2 separate regions of the Macaca mulatta genome follow, and region 1 is linked to region 2. A link is a contact called in public Hi-C data. All regions are on one chromosome and are shown on one strand. The core of a region is the stretch at or near the end of the contact, and the rest is flanking DNA. Distances in the headings are between cores, read along the strand shown. Region 1 holds the start of SOD2 (superoxide dismutase 2). Region 2 holds the start of ACAT2 (acetyl-CoA acetyltransferase 2).

What was found. A called contact is a pair of places that touch in the nucleus more often than the background predicts.
Region 1: a Hi-C map of liver shows a contact between it and region 2, with 2.2 times the contacts expected there. The contact joins the promoter of SOD2 here to the promoter of ACAT2 in region 2. A contact is called at or near these places in 2 of 14 Hi-C or Micro-C datasets (cortical neurons and liver).

What each region holds. Positions count from the first base shown.
Region 1 is chr4:12,309,417-12,316,148 of T2T-MMU8v2.0, reverse strand. It overlaps SOD2 (superoxide dismutase 2), which reads right to left and starts at 2,314. Exons shown (of 6, transcript NM_001032805.2): 1 at 2,214-2,314; 2 at 1,730-1,932. The coding sequence starts at 2,236. It overlaps LOC144340255 (a long non-coding RNA gene), which reads left to right and starts at 3,350. Exons shown (of 2, transcript XR_013416151.1): 1 at 3,350-3,488.
Region 2 is chr4:12,244,093-12,250,591 of T2T-MMU8v2.0, reverse strand. ACAT2 (acetyl-CoA acetyltransferase 2) reads left to right here and starts at 2,012. Exons shown (of 9, transcript XM_015137627.3): 1 at 2,012-2,168; 2 at 2,945-3,079. The coding sequence starts at 2,114. It overlaps TCP1 (t-complex 1), which reads right to left. Exons shown (of 20, transcript NM_001257728.1): 19 at 2,947-3,080; 20 at 2,003-2,170.

The DNA of each region.
Region 1 (6,732 bases), core at 1,065-3,564, 65 kb before region 2:
ATGACATTGTTTTACCTTTTTTCCCCAAGATTTCAAACAAGAAAATCTAACTTTTTAATAATTTTAAAAATATGTTTAAGTAAAAGAAAGCTCTGCAGATACTCACTTATAAACAATATAGTAAAATATAAAGCTTTTTTCCAGTGGGTTGTATTACATAAGTAAAGCTCTGATTCCAGAAGTAAAGGACTGAAATTAAGTTGTTTTTAAAATACCGAAGAGAAAGCTTTCCGGGTGTCAGATGTTGCCTTACAGGAATTACTTTCACAACTGGGGTATTCCCCAGTCTCTCCCCATTACATGTTTCCCAAATTTGTTATTTCCTAAATCACGGGGCCTTTTCCCGTAATTCAAGGTTCATCTGTCTCAAGCAAATCTTCCAGAATGTGGTAACTTCCTCCTCTTTTAGTTTAGTCATTTACTTCAAACACAATCAGGCTGAAATACCGCACTTTTCCACTAGATGCCTCCAGTCAACAAGATGTCACTGCGTAAAAAATTACTCAACAAATTTCATAACCCCGAAATTCAAAACATTTAAGGAAAAGTAAACACTTTGTACTACCTAGCTTACCAAGCAATACAGAGTCTGAAAACATGACTATTGATTATCTTCCTTGCGCATACTACTAACGAATAGATTAAGAGGACACTACTATTTTGTAAAAAAAACGTTAAAACATAACATTCCCATACACACCCACAAACGGCCCAGACTCAAAAAGTCCACATACCCCTGGTTTTACCAACCAAGTTCTTGAGGGGAAAAAAAAAAGTTAACGCCATATTTTTTAATTGCATTACAAATATGAGTAAATAGTAAATAAAAACAAGCCTATTTCAGTTTCCCACTGAAGGGCTATTTTCCTTGTGAACTTTGACCCCTAACTGAAATCAAGAAAAGTATCCAGTCTAAAGATCCTGAACTGTTCCACAGTTAGGTTACTGCTTTACCAGTTAGGTTACTGCTTTTTTGGTAACGCACACCACAGTGGTGTGCCTCCTCTTCTCCCACCTGAAGTCAACAAGTGGGCTCAGTGAAGTTTCCCCTGCAGGGTTGCTGGGGACGCAGGGAGTCTCCAAGTCCTAGGCTGGACTCCCGACCCTGTTTGCTCTCAGGAAGATGACCAGGACCACGGTTCCTAGCACGGAGTAGTGTCCTCCTGTCTCCCACCTTCAGTGTGACCTGGCAGCAAGGCGCCACTCCCACTTCTATCAGGAGGTGACCCTGACACTCAGAGACACTCAGAGACACTTGCGGACCTGATGATGTCTGGGCCGCCAGTGGACAGGCGCTCTCAGCCCTCCTGCAAACGGCTGGCACACCTACCTGAGAGACCAAACATTTCGCCAAAACACATTATACAACAAGAACAATTTTAGTTTGCAAAAAAAACGAGTGACACAGTAGAGCTTTCTTTTCAGGCCCTACAATTCACTAGTGCTGGCAATATGGGTAACGGAATGTGGCTTACAACACTAAGACAAACTCCTTCGCAGGACCCCAAGTTCCCTGAGATGACAGAAGTGTGTTCAAACCCATCGAGGCACTCCTTCTACAACGAGGTAGACCATGTGTTTAAGAGAGACTACTGTGCCTGGAAAACTCGGAACCGGTACAAACGCGAAGCGGGTTCTCCCCCACGGAGAGGCCCATTCGTGTGGGGCCCGGGTCCCCTGGGGTCGCCTCTGTCGGGGACTGCCTCCCGCCGCTCAGCCTGGAACCTACCCTTGGCCAACGCCTCCTGGTACTTCTCCTCGGTAACGTTCAGGTTGTTCACGTAGGCCGCGTGGTGCTTGCTGTGGTGCAGCTGCATGATCTGCGCGTTGATGTGAGGCTCCAGGGCGCCGTAGTCGTAGGGCAGGTCGGGGAGGCTGTGTTTCTGCCTGGAGCCCAGATACCCCAAAGCCGGCGCCAACTGCCTGCCGGTGCTGAAGACGCGAAAGCACAGCCCGGTCAGTCCGCGCCGCGGGACAGTCTACGCAGGCTGGGTTGCCGAGGAACGGCAGCGCGCGGCGTCCCCCGAGACCCCGCGTCCCCTCCCTGCGGATCCCCGCTCCAGCCGCCGCGCCGCGCACTCCCGGGAGAACCGCCCGCAGGTGCCCCGGCCCCGCCAGGCCCGGTGCGGCCACTGTCGCCATCGCCGCGGAGGCCCTGCCCGCCGCGCGCCCCTTCGCCCTTGGGGCCTTGACCGGGTCCCCTTTCGTCTCACCCGCAAACTGCCCGGCTCAACATGCTGCTAGTGCTGGTGTTGGTGCTGATGCCGCCAATCTGCTGAAGCCGCTATAGAGGCCGCCACAGCCACAACTGCGGCTCCTGCGCCGCCCGCCGGCCTTAAGAGAGCGCGGGGAACAGCGCCGCGACCCCAGCTGCGCCGCAAGGGCACCGCCGCCCCGCCCCCCCGCGGGCCCCGCCCCGCGCCCGCCGCGCCCAACCGGGGGGGCACGCAGGGCGCCCCCGGGCCTGTCCCGCCCGCCCGCGCTTGCCGTACACCCCGCGCCCAGGGCAGGGGAGAAAGAGGACTGCAGGCTAGCCTCGGCCTCGGCAACCTCGCTGCCTGTCTGCCTTACTTGGGCGGCGCGCGGCCGAGGGAAGGCGGCCCCTGTCCCCGTGGAGTTGGTACGGCCCGAAGGCCCTGCCTCCGGCTCCCCCAGATCCGGGTGCCGGCGGGGATCGCGCTGCACGAGGCGGCTGCGGCACCTGCCCCTGAGCTTTGGTTACGCTGGGGCGGCCGCGGGGTCCAGAGGCCTGACTGCAAGAAGACGTTCGTACCCTCCCAGGGCCCCCGGGGCCGTTCCTAGGGAAGACCGGGCCTAGCTGCTGGTCAGCGCCGCCCAGCTGGCCTATGAGCGGAGGGTAGAGCCAGCGCCCTTCCAACCCGTATTCAGCACTCCTGCGCCGTGCCCTTGCTTTGCAAGTAAGCTGACCTTGGGACCTCCTCCAGGACAGCAGGCACACGACTTTGTCCCCACCGGCTGGCTACCTAAGAACAGTTCTTGGACACCTACGACTTGCCCGAGACTGCAGGCAGGATTTGCACACATTTATCTTTATTTTACCCCTAGGGTTGGTATTGTTGATTCCAGTTGACAACGAAATCCTGAGGTTAAGCAGCTTCGCCTGGGTATAGTTACTAAGTGAGTCAGGACTAGTTCCTACTTTCCTGACTACTAAGCCCTGGCAGTCATGTTTTGTGTGTTTACAGTAACTCTGTCAACCAACTGTTCAGGATAACATAAAAGGACAACAGAGGATTCTTTCCTGCGCTGTCTAGTAAGCTGTTAAGTATCAAGTGCTCTCTCAACAGTTAAACAACAATCCCGAATGGTGTGAATCTTCCATGTGTAGAGGTTAGGAAATCTACACTGCCATTGGCGGGAGTTACCCCTTTATTGAAGAGAATATGATGGAAGGTAGCAGGTGCTGAACCGTTTCCGTTGCTTCTTGCAACCCCGGTACAGCCCTCCCAAGGATGACTAGGCTTCTGGTAAGTGGAATGGGAAAACATTCAGGCAAAGAGGAACCACCTGAATTTGGCTTCACAACAGGAAGGGCTGGGCTTGTTTACAGACATCAGAAGAATGTAACTAGGGCTACGTGTTGGGGTGAAGAAGGAAATTCAGGCTGGGACCAGGTTATAGATACGCTTTTTAAAAGTTATTATTTATATATTTTTGAGACACGGTCTCGCTCTGTCGCTCAGGCTGGAGTGCAGTGTCGCGATGTTGGCTCACTGCAACCTCTGCCTCCCAGGTTCAACTGATTCTCCTGCCTCAGCCTCCGGAGTCGCTGGAATTACAGGCGTGCGCTTTCACGCCCCGCATTTTTTTTTTTTTTTTTTTGTACTTTTGGTAGAGATAGGGCTTCACTATGTTGGCCAGGATGGTCTCAAACACCTGACCTCAAGTGATCCGCCTGCCTCAGCCTCCCAAAGTGCTTAGATTACAGGTAGGAGCCACCGCACCCAGCCTATAGATACCCTTAAAACGCAGACGAGCAGAGATTTCATGTGGTGGTTAATGGGAAGCTGAGAAACATTTCTGCTGAAGTGAGACACACTGAAGGTGGTTTTTCAGGCAAGGTGGTCTGGTACTGACTTGGGTGGATGAAGGGAGTGCAGGCTAGTTAGGAAGCTGGTACATTCGTCTCAGCAGGAGGTACTGCAGGTCACTTTTAGGGCACTAGCTATGAGAACTGGAAGAAAAGGGCATTTTGATGGATGAACCAACAGGATTCAGAGACAGATCAGTCATTGTAATAGAAAGACTTGATCTAGTGGTAATAAAATATTCCTATAGGGAGACTGAGCTCAGGCTACTTGCACTACTTGTTTGTACAGAGAGTGATACTTTGAGATTAAAGTAACTCCTAGGACATGCCCTTTAGAACAAGCACCAAACGTTGGGGGCTGGTAGGACTGACAGCAGCAGTCAGGTAGAAGGATCTTCAACATCACACCTGTCATCAGCTACATCATTACAAAACACTACCATGACTGTGAGCGCATCCAAGGTTGTGGGATATGGGAGGTAAAAGAAAAGTTTATCACTTTGTCTACCACACCCAGTGAATAGGCTCCGTTTTCTTTTTCTTTTTGTCGCCCAGGCTGGAGTGCAGTGGCGTGATCATGGCTCATTGCAGCAACTTGCTGGACTCATGTGATTCTCCCACCTCAGCCTCCCAAGCTGGAACTACAGGTGCATACCACCATGCCTGGCTAATTTTTTGTATTTTTTGTAGAAACAGAGTTTTGCCATGTTGCCCAGGCTGGTCTCAAACTCCTCGGCTCAAGTGATCCTCCCACCTCGGCCTCCCAAAGTGCTGGGATTTATATAAGCTTGAGCCACCGCACCTGGCTGCCTTTTTTTTAGGTGGCCACTGTAGGGGTTACTGAATGGCCTCAGAAGTTAGATTACAGTCGATTGAGCTGTGTCCCATTTCTCCAGCCAGCTCAGGACGTCCTCTGCAACATCAGGACACCATGAATATGGATTTCTCATAAACTTCCTAAGGCTACATCGCAGCCAGCCATCCTGAGACCCACCACAGTGCAGACCTATATATTGTTTGGAAGAGGCAACCAATGTGGGTTGAGATGAAGTCATTTTGAGCCAGGTATTAACTGCATTCATATTCCAGTAACAGATCCAGCCACAGTTTCTTAAACACAGAAGAGTGTATTCCCTCATGTAACAAAGATCTGGGGCAGTCAGTCCTGGGTTGGGATGAAATTCCAGTCATCAAGGATGCAGGCTTTCTGTCTTCAAAGCTGCCTCATGGCCCATAATAGCTTCCACAGCACCAGCAACCTCATCTCCTTTCTAGGAAAGGGGAAGCACAAAAGACTGGCCTCCCACTATCTCCCCCAACCTTTTTTTTTCTTTCTTTCTTTTTGAATCAGAGTCTTGCTTTGTTGCCACGCTGGAGTGCAGTGGTGCGATCTCAGCTCACTGCAACCTCCACCTCCCGAGTTCAAGTGATTCTCCTGCCTTAGCCTCCTGAGTAGCTGGGATTACAGGTGTGTGCCACCATGCCTGGCTAATTTTTGTATTTTTAGTGGAGCTGGGGTTTCACTGTGTTGGCCAACCTGGTCTCGAATCCTAACCTAAAGTGATCTGCCTGCATCAGCCTCCGAAAGTGCTGGGATTACAGGCCTGAGCCACCGCGCCTGGCCCCACTATCTCCATTTTAAGGATCCTTTGTAGTAGATTCACCCAACAAATTCCACTCACTGCTCACTCGTCAAAATTAGGTACAAGGCTACCTAGCACAGCCTAGCTACAAAGGAAGCTGAGAAATGTAGTCAGGTATGGGGCCAGGTGCAGTGGTTCATGCTTGTAATCCCAGCTCTTTGAGAGGCTGAGGTGGGAAGACTGCTTGAGGCCAGGAGTTTGAGACCAGCTTGGGCAACATAGCAAGTCTCTGTCTCTACCAAAAAAAGGTAGCCGGGTGTGGTAGCACGTGCCTGCAGTCCTAGCTATGCAGGAGGCTGAGGGTAGGAGGATCACTTGAGACCAGGACTTTGAGGCTGCAATGAGTTATGATTGTGCCACCTTACTCCAGTCTGGGCAAGAGAGGTAGACACACACACACAGACGTAGTCAGCTTTGCACATCTGAAGTCAGAAAAAACTTGCAATTCTGTACCTACAAGGGAAAATGAGTTTTAAAAAATCGTCATTGCTACGTATCCTCCTATGAGGCATTATTTCCACATGCTTTGACATAAACTGATCATTAACGGAATTATCTTAGCTACATTCTCTTGTTTTTCTTTCCTCCTGCCTGTGGTTTGTGGGGGTTTTTTCTGCTTTTTTAAAATTTGGGATCACAAATCTTATCCAGGCAATTCTCTTATCTGAGAATTGGTTGTACCAACCTGTCCTTTGCAAGATTGGTATTGTTAATAGGACCAAAAGTAGTACTTAAATTGCTAAAATGAAATGATCTAGGCTAAAAGAGAAAATGGTTATAGAGATATATTAAGGTTTCAACGTGAGCTTAATTTTTTTCCCCACTTCAGGCAAAATTACGATTAGATTGCATCCTCAAAGAACACATTAACTATTAGAAAGGAAAGGAGTAGCTTGGTTCAGAACAAAAGTGTTCTGTTAAACAAAGGGATAAAGTGGACACGTGTGGCAGGTAATCACGAGTTGATTCTATCCATAAAGGGAAGAGGGAATCAGCATCATTGAGCAGATCCTCCATGTTGCTAGCTACTAAGTCAAA
Region 2 (6,499 bases), core at 763-3,262:
TCCTAAACTTACTCTACATAGAGCCTTCAGGCAGGAAACAATATATTTCTTGTCTCCAGAAGAATATATTCATACTCATTCAAATGTGCTAGGCACTGGCCATAAAGAATGTATTGGTGTTCATTCATAATAAAGCAGTGTAACAGGATCATCTTGCAAAGCTTATATAGTCTGGTAGAGGAGACAGATAAACGAGGAATTATATGGTAAGTTGAAAGAGGAAGTTAGGGGTAAGATGCTGCACCAAATCCAGGAGATTGGAAGGTTTTTCTAGAAGAAGTAATGTTTAAGAGGAGTTTCAGAGGTAAATTTCTGGCTTGGTTAACAGAGAATAGTTACACTGCTCACTGAGATTAGAGAAGAAACAGGCTGGAAGAGTTTGGTTTCAATGTCAAATTTGAGGTGCTTATAGGAAATTTTATTTGTTTATTTATTTATGAGACACAGTTTCTCTCTGTCGCCCAGGCTGGAGTGCAGTGGTGTGATCTCGGCTCACTGAAACCTCTGCCTCCCAGGTTCAAGCGATTCTCCTATATCAGCCTCCCCAGTAGCTGGGATTACAGGCGCACGCCACCATGCCCGGCTAATTTTTGCATTTTATGGTAGAAATGGGATATCACCATGTTCGCCAGGCTGGTCTCAAACTGCTGATCTCAAATGATCCGCCCTCCTCGGCCTCCCAAAGTGCTGGGATTACAGGTGTGAGCCAGGGTGCCCGACCTGCTGCGCTTGTAAGAATTTAAATGAAGAGGGTCAGTTTAGGAGACTAGGTTAGATGTAAAGATTTCAGACTTGTCAGTATACAGGTGGTGACTGATGCTGTGGGAAGGACTGGTATTACCCAGGGAGCTGGTGCAAAGTAGGAGCCTTGGGGAACATGTTAAGGGGATGTCAGAGTAACCCCACAAAGCCTCAGAAGTGGCCAGAGAGTAAGGGGAAAATGGGATAGAATAGAGCAAAAGCCACGGGAGGCATTCCTTGAATTCCTTGGACTCAGATATGTTAGGGGACAGGAAACACATTCAAGATAACTGAAGAGACTTAACTATGCTGCTGAGTTCTTAGCAGGGGAGGCAGCTGATTTCACCACTATTCCAGACCCTAAAGATTTCTCCTGAAATTGCACTGTTATGCAACTTTTTTCCTTCTCTATTGCCCCACCTCTGGGGCGTACACTCTAGTTTATCTTCTCTGATTTATCTGACTCATCCACATATCTCTGCAAAGTCTTAATGTAGGTTTCCAGGATTTAATGATTCTTTCAATCTACTTTAAAGTTCTTCAGGAAGATTCTCCAGGTCCGTCAACAGTTTTCCCCTTCATGACTTTGTGACCAAGTTTTCTTGTTCCACTATCCAGGTGTTCCCAACAAGTTGCTGTAACGGTGGCCCTGATAAGCTTGCCTAGAACCCTAGAAAGCTCAGAAAAATTATGAACTTTGCCCAGTAAGAGGCTGGGAAGTCAGCAAGGGTTTTAAACAAAACTGACCCCACTTGTTATATGCTTTCACTGTCCAAACGTCAACCAAGGTAACTTTTCACTGTGGGACGTTAAGACGCTGCCGGCGTCCTCACCCCTTCACCACCAGAGCTGATCTTCGAAGGCCAGAGGGCGCCAGACCCACGGGGGCTCGCACCGAGACGCTCCCAGCAAGCCCCGTACGGGCCGGGCTCTCACTCGAGATTCTCGCCCGTGGGATTCCAGTCCCGGGCTGAACGAGAGTGAGTCTTTTGTCACACCCCACTCTTTACTGTTTCGAAAAACTCTAAGGTTAAAACAAAAAAGCCCAAAACGTCAAGACGGGGGACTCCAACACTGGGGTGTCTAGAAACACTGGGGTCTTCAGAAGCTCTGCACATGCGTCCGAGGTCCCCGGTTCTGCCCGCAGCCCCAGACCCCAACCTCACTTCCGCCCTGCGCCCCTCGAGCCTCGGCCCGCCCTGGCTCTGGCCTTGCGCCTGCGCACAGTGGGATGCGCGAGGAGGCGGGGGGCAGGGGGCGGGGCTACCTCAGGTCCCGCCCGTGGCGCGGCCTGTGGGCTGCGAGGAGGAGCCTTGCCTAACTTGCAGGCAGCGCAGGGCAGACGGCGGCAGGAGAAGCGGTCGTGGGCAGGATGAATGCAGGCTCAGATCCCGTGGTCATCGTCTCGGCGGCGCGGACCATCATAGGTGAGCGGCCGGCGGGCCTCGCGCAGAGTCCAAGGCGCCTGCTGCTTCGGCAGGAGCGCCGAGGGCCGGACTTGTGTAGGAGAGGAGCGTATGTGGAGGAAGCCGCTCAGGCCAAGCCTGGAGGACCTGCGGGATCCTTGGAACCCCGGGCCTCCCGCGTTCCCTGACCTGGCGCGACAGCCCCACCTTCTCCTCTCCCGATGTGCGCACTCCGTCCCTCGTGCTCTGATTGGCTCCCAGGGTAGAGCCATCGCGTGGCCTGCGTCTCCCATTGGTTGGCGTAGGAAGGCGTTCTTCTGCGGGTCCCCTGATTGGCCGACTCCGGGAGGCGCCATCGGTAATGCCTGTGGCAGGGGCGTAACTGCTAGGTGGTCTGAGCAGGGCTTTGGGCTGGGGTCCGGCTGTCACACAATGGCTGGAAGTCGCGACTTCGTCTCCTTCGTGCCACATGGTTTTCAAAGCCCTTGATCCGCCAGTTCCTTTTGTTTGGGAACCATGGGGCCGCATCCAGTCGTTCGGATTTGGGGAAATAGAAGGGGTACAGCGGCGTCCCTAGGCCGTTCCGAAGGTCGCTTGTCTGGCCCTCGGCCACTGCGAGTCCTGGCACCCACCTTGACCTTTGCTCAGACCAGCAGGTGTGGGAACGTGTGGGAGGAGGGGCACTGCCTCCTCGCGGTGGCCTTGCCAAACAGCGTCATGAGGCCCCGCTGCTCCTCGGTGGTTTCTACATTACCCACAGGTTTGTGATGTCCGCGCTCTCCGCCTTTCTACTGCAGGTTCCTTCAATGGTGCCTTAGCTACTGTTCCTGTCCAGGACCTGGGCGCAACTGTCATCAAAGAAGTCTTGAAGAGGGCCACTGTGGTTCCAGAAGATGTGTCTGAGGTCATCTTTGGACATGTTTTGGCAGCAGGTAACTCTCAGTGATTCCAGGAGAAGTCAAGCTTATTAGAAACAGCCCATAAACGCGCACACGCACACACACACACACACACACACACACTCTCACTCAAGTTCTTGCCTCCATGCTTTTGCTCAGAGTTCCCTCTGTTAAGATTCCTCTTGTGGCCCCTTCTTCCAGCCCTGTCAGTAGCTTCTATCCAGTTTGAGACTCAGCTTCTTGGCCAGGCAGGGTGGCTCCCACCTGTAATCCCAGCACTTTGGGAGGCCGAGGAGGAAGGATCACTTGAGGCCAGAAGTTTGAGATCAGCCTGGGCAACAAAGCAAGACCCTGTCTCTACAAAAAATAAAATAATTAGCCAGGCATGATGGTCTGTGCCTCCCAACTACTGGAGAGGCTGAGGTGGGAGGATCACTTGAGCCCAGGAGTTTGAATCTGCAGTGATTGTGTCACTCACTGCATTCCATCCTGGGTGACAGACTGAGACCCTTTCTCTAAACAAACAAAAAGTCTTCGCTTCATTAATATGCTTTTTGTGAATGAACTTAGACCACTGACCTATACTGCCTTTTCATTCTTAAGACGCAGGGCCAGCCAGGCATGGTGGCTCATGCCTGTAATCCCAGCACTTTGGGAGGCCAAGGCGGGTGGACCATGAGGTCAGGAGATCAAGACCATCCTGGCTAACACGGTGAAACCCTGTGTCTACTAAAAATACAAAAAATTGGCCGGGCGTGGTGGCGGGTGCCTGTAGTCTCAGCTACTCGGGAGGCTGAGACAGGAGAATGGCGTGAACCCGGGAGGCAGAGCTTGCACTGAGCTGAGATTGTGCCCCTGCACTCCAGTCTGGGCGACACAGTGAGACTCCGTCTCAAAAAAAAAAAAAAAAAAAAAAAAAAAAGCAGGGCCAGCCTGATGCATTGGAAAGTATGCCTGCTCCTCCTTATTACCTCAGAGTGTCAGTCATTCACCAAAAACTTATTCAGTTCCTCCTGTGTGCCCCATATTGTGCTTAGTGCTGGGAGTATGGCTCCAACAATACAGGTAAGTTCCCTGCCCCTCTTAGGACTCAGTTCTGAGCTTGGAAAATAGGTGCCACATCATGCCCCTTGCAAATGGGGCATAATACTCCCTAGAGGAATATAACTGAGTCCTGAGAGTGCCCCCATCTTCTGATTCTTTGGGTTTCAACACTCCTAATTAATTAATTATTATTATTATTTAAAGAGACAGGGTCTTACTCTGTCATTCAGGCTGGAATGCAGTGGTGTAATAAATCAGAGCCCACTATAACCTCAAACTCCTGGACTCAAGGTATCCTCCCACCTGAGCCTCTGGAATAGCTGGGATTACAAGAGCAGGCCACCACACCTGGTTAATTTTTAAAATTATTTTGTAGAAGTGGAGTCTCTGTCTGTTGCCAAGGCACGTGTGCAGTGGCTGTTCACAGGCACAATCATGGTGCACCATGGCCTTGAACTTCTGAGCTAACTGGGACTACCGGTGCATGTCTACTAAGTTTAAGGCTTTTAAAGCACTGTGCTGAGTGCTTTCCTTTCATTTCCTCATTTAATCTTCCCCACAAGTCTGTTATATCCTATTATCTTCATTTTACAAATGAATAAATGAGAGTTTGAGAGGTTAAATGACTTACCAGGGTTGCAGTTTGAAGTGGAGCTAGCACTTGAACTTAGATCAGTCTTATTCCTTAAGCCAGATACCTTCTACAATCATGTAACAAATGTTTATTGAGCACCTACTTTGTGCCAGGCACTATTTTAGCAGCTGGAGATAAGCAGTGCTCATATCAGACAGAAATTCTCATTCTCATGAAGCTCATAGTATGCTAAATGTTAGCATTATTAATTATGTTAGCACCTCATTTTTTTTTTTTTTGAGATGGAGTCACGCTCTGTCGCCTAAGCTGGTGGAGTGTAGCCGTACGATCTTAGCTCACTGCAACCTCCGTCTCTCAGGTTCAAACAATTCTCCTGCTTCAGCCTCCTGAGTAGCTGGGATTACAGGCACTTACCACCATGCCCAGCTAATTTTTGTATTTGTAGTAGAGACGGGTTTCACCACGTTGGCCAGGCTGGTCTTGAACTCCTGACCTCAAGTAATCTGCCCCGGTTGGCCACCCAACGTGCCGGGATTACAGGTGTGAGCCACTGCTCCCAGCCTAAGGCGCTGCGCCCGGCCTGTCTTTTTAATATGTATGTGATCCCGCATATATTTTCAGTCTCAAGTAACCTTACCTGTTTTTAGTTTCCAGCCTAATCCCAGATTGATAACATTGTGATGAATATAATCTCTAAGTTTTTGTCAGTAACTTATTTGCTAGTTCTTCCCCACAAACTCACTAAGGAAGGGTGGTAGGTATGAATATATCTGAAACTTGGAATAGAGTAATCACTGTGTAGACATTTACCGTTGACTCTGATAACAGACAATGGTGATTGAGAATATTTGAAACTTTTAACTCCATTCTATTCTGTGCTACTTTAAGTAAATTATGTATTTTTTCCCAACTAAATGAAGTCCCGTAGTTGAATTATAAAAAGGTATTTGTGTTTCAGTACTCAGAATAAGAAAAAAAAGGTATTTGTGAATTCTGAGTTTGTATATATCTTGTTATATAACCATTTAAGCATAGTGTGATGGATACTAAGCAAGAACAGAACTGCTTATTGTCAAAGGTTTTCCTTTTTAAGTAACCTCTTTTCTTCTCAAGTGTCTTAAGCCATGATCCTGGGAGCAAATGGCGCTAGTTAGAAACACTGATAATGCCTAGGTTATATCCTGTGTTTATTAGACATAGGTTTGATAATGCTTATTTAAGCCCTATCTTTTTTTTTTTTTCCTTTTTTTAAGACGGAGTTTCACTCTTGTTGCCCAGGTTGGAGTGCAGTGGCGCAATCTCGGCTCACCACAACCTCCGCCTACCGGGTTCAAGCAATTCTCCTGCCTCAGCCTCCCAAGTAACTGAGATTACAGGCATGCGCCACCACGCCTGGCTAATTTTGTATTTTTAGTAGAAACAGAGTTTCTCCATGTTGGTCAGGCTGGTCTCAAACTCCCGACCTCAGGTGATCTGCCCTCCTTGGCCTCCCAAAGTGCTGGGATTACAGGTGTGAGCCACCGCGCCTGGCTATTTAAACCCTATCAAAAGATGAGGATGATACCTCTTTCTTAAGGTATTAATGACTTCTTTATGGAGGAGAAAGCCTATATCTATGAAATACCTACAGAGCAGCACAAGACAGTATATATTCAAGGGCTAGAGTATGACAGGTGGAGATTGTAGACAGGCCTTTTTGCCTCCAGTGGGCACTTACCTGACCTGTAGGCTTTCAGAAGTGGCAGGTAACCCAACTGGTAATTTTACACACACTTTCACTGTGACATTTTGTCTTTCTCCCTGATTGCTAAGAG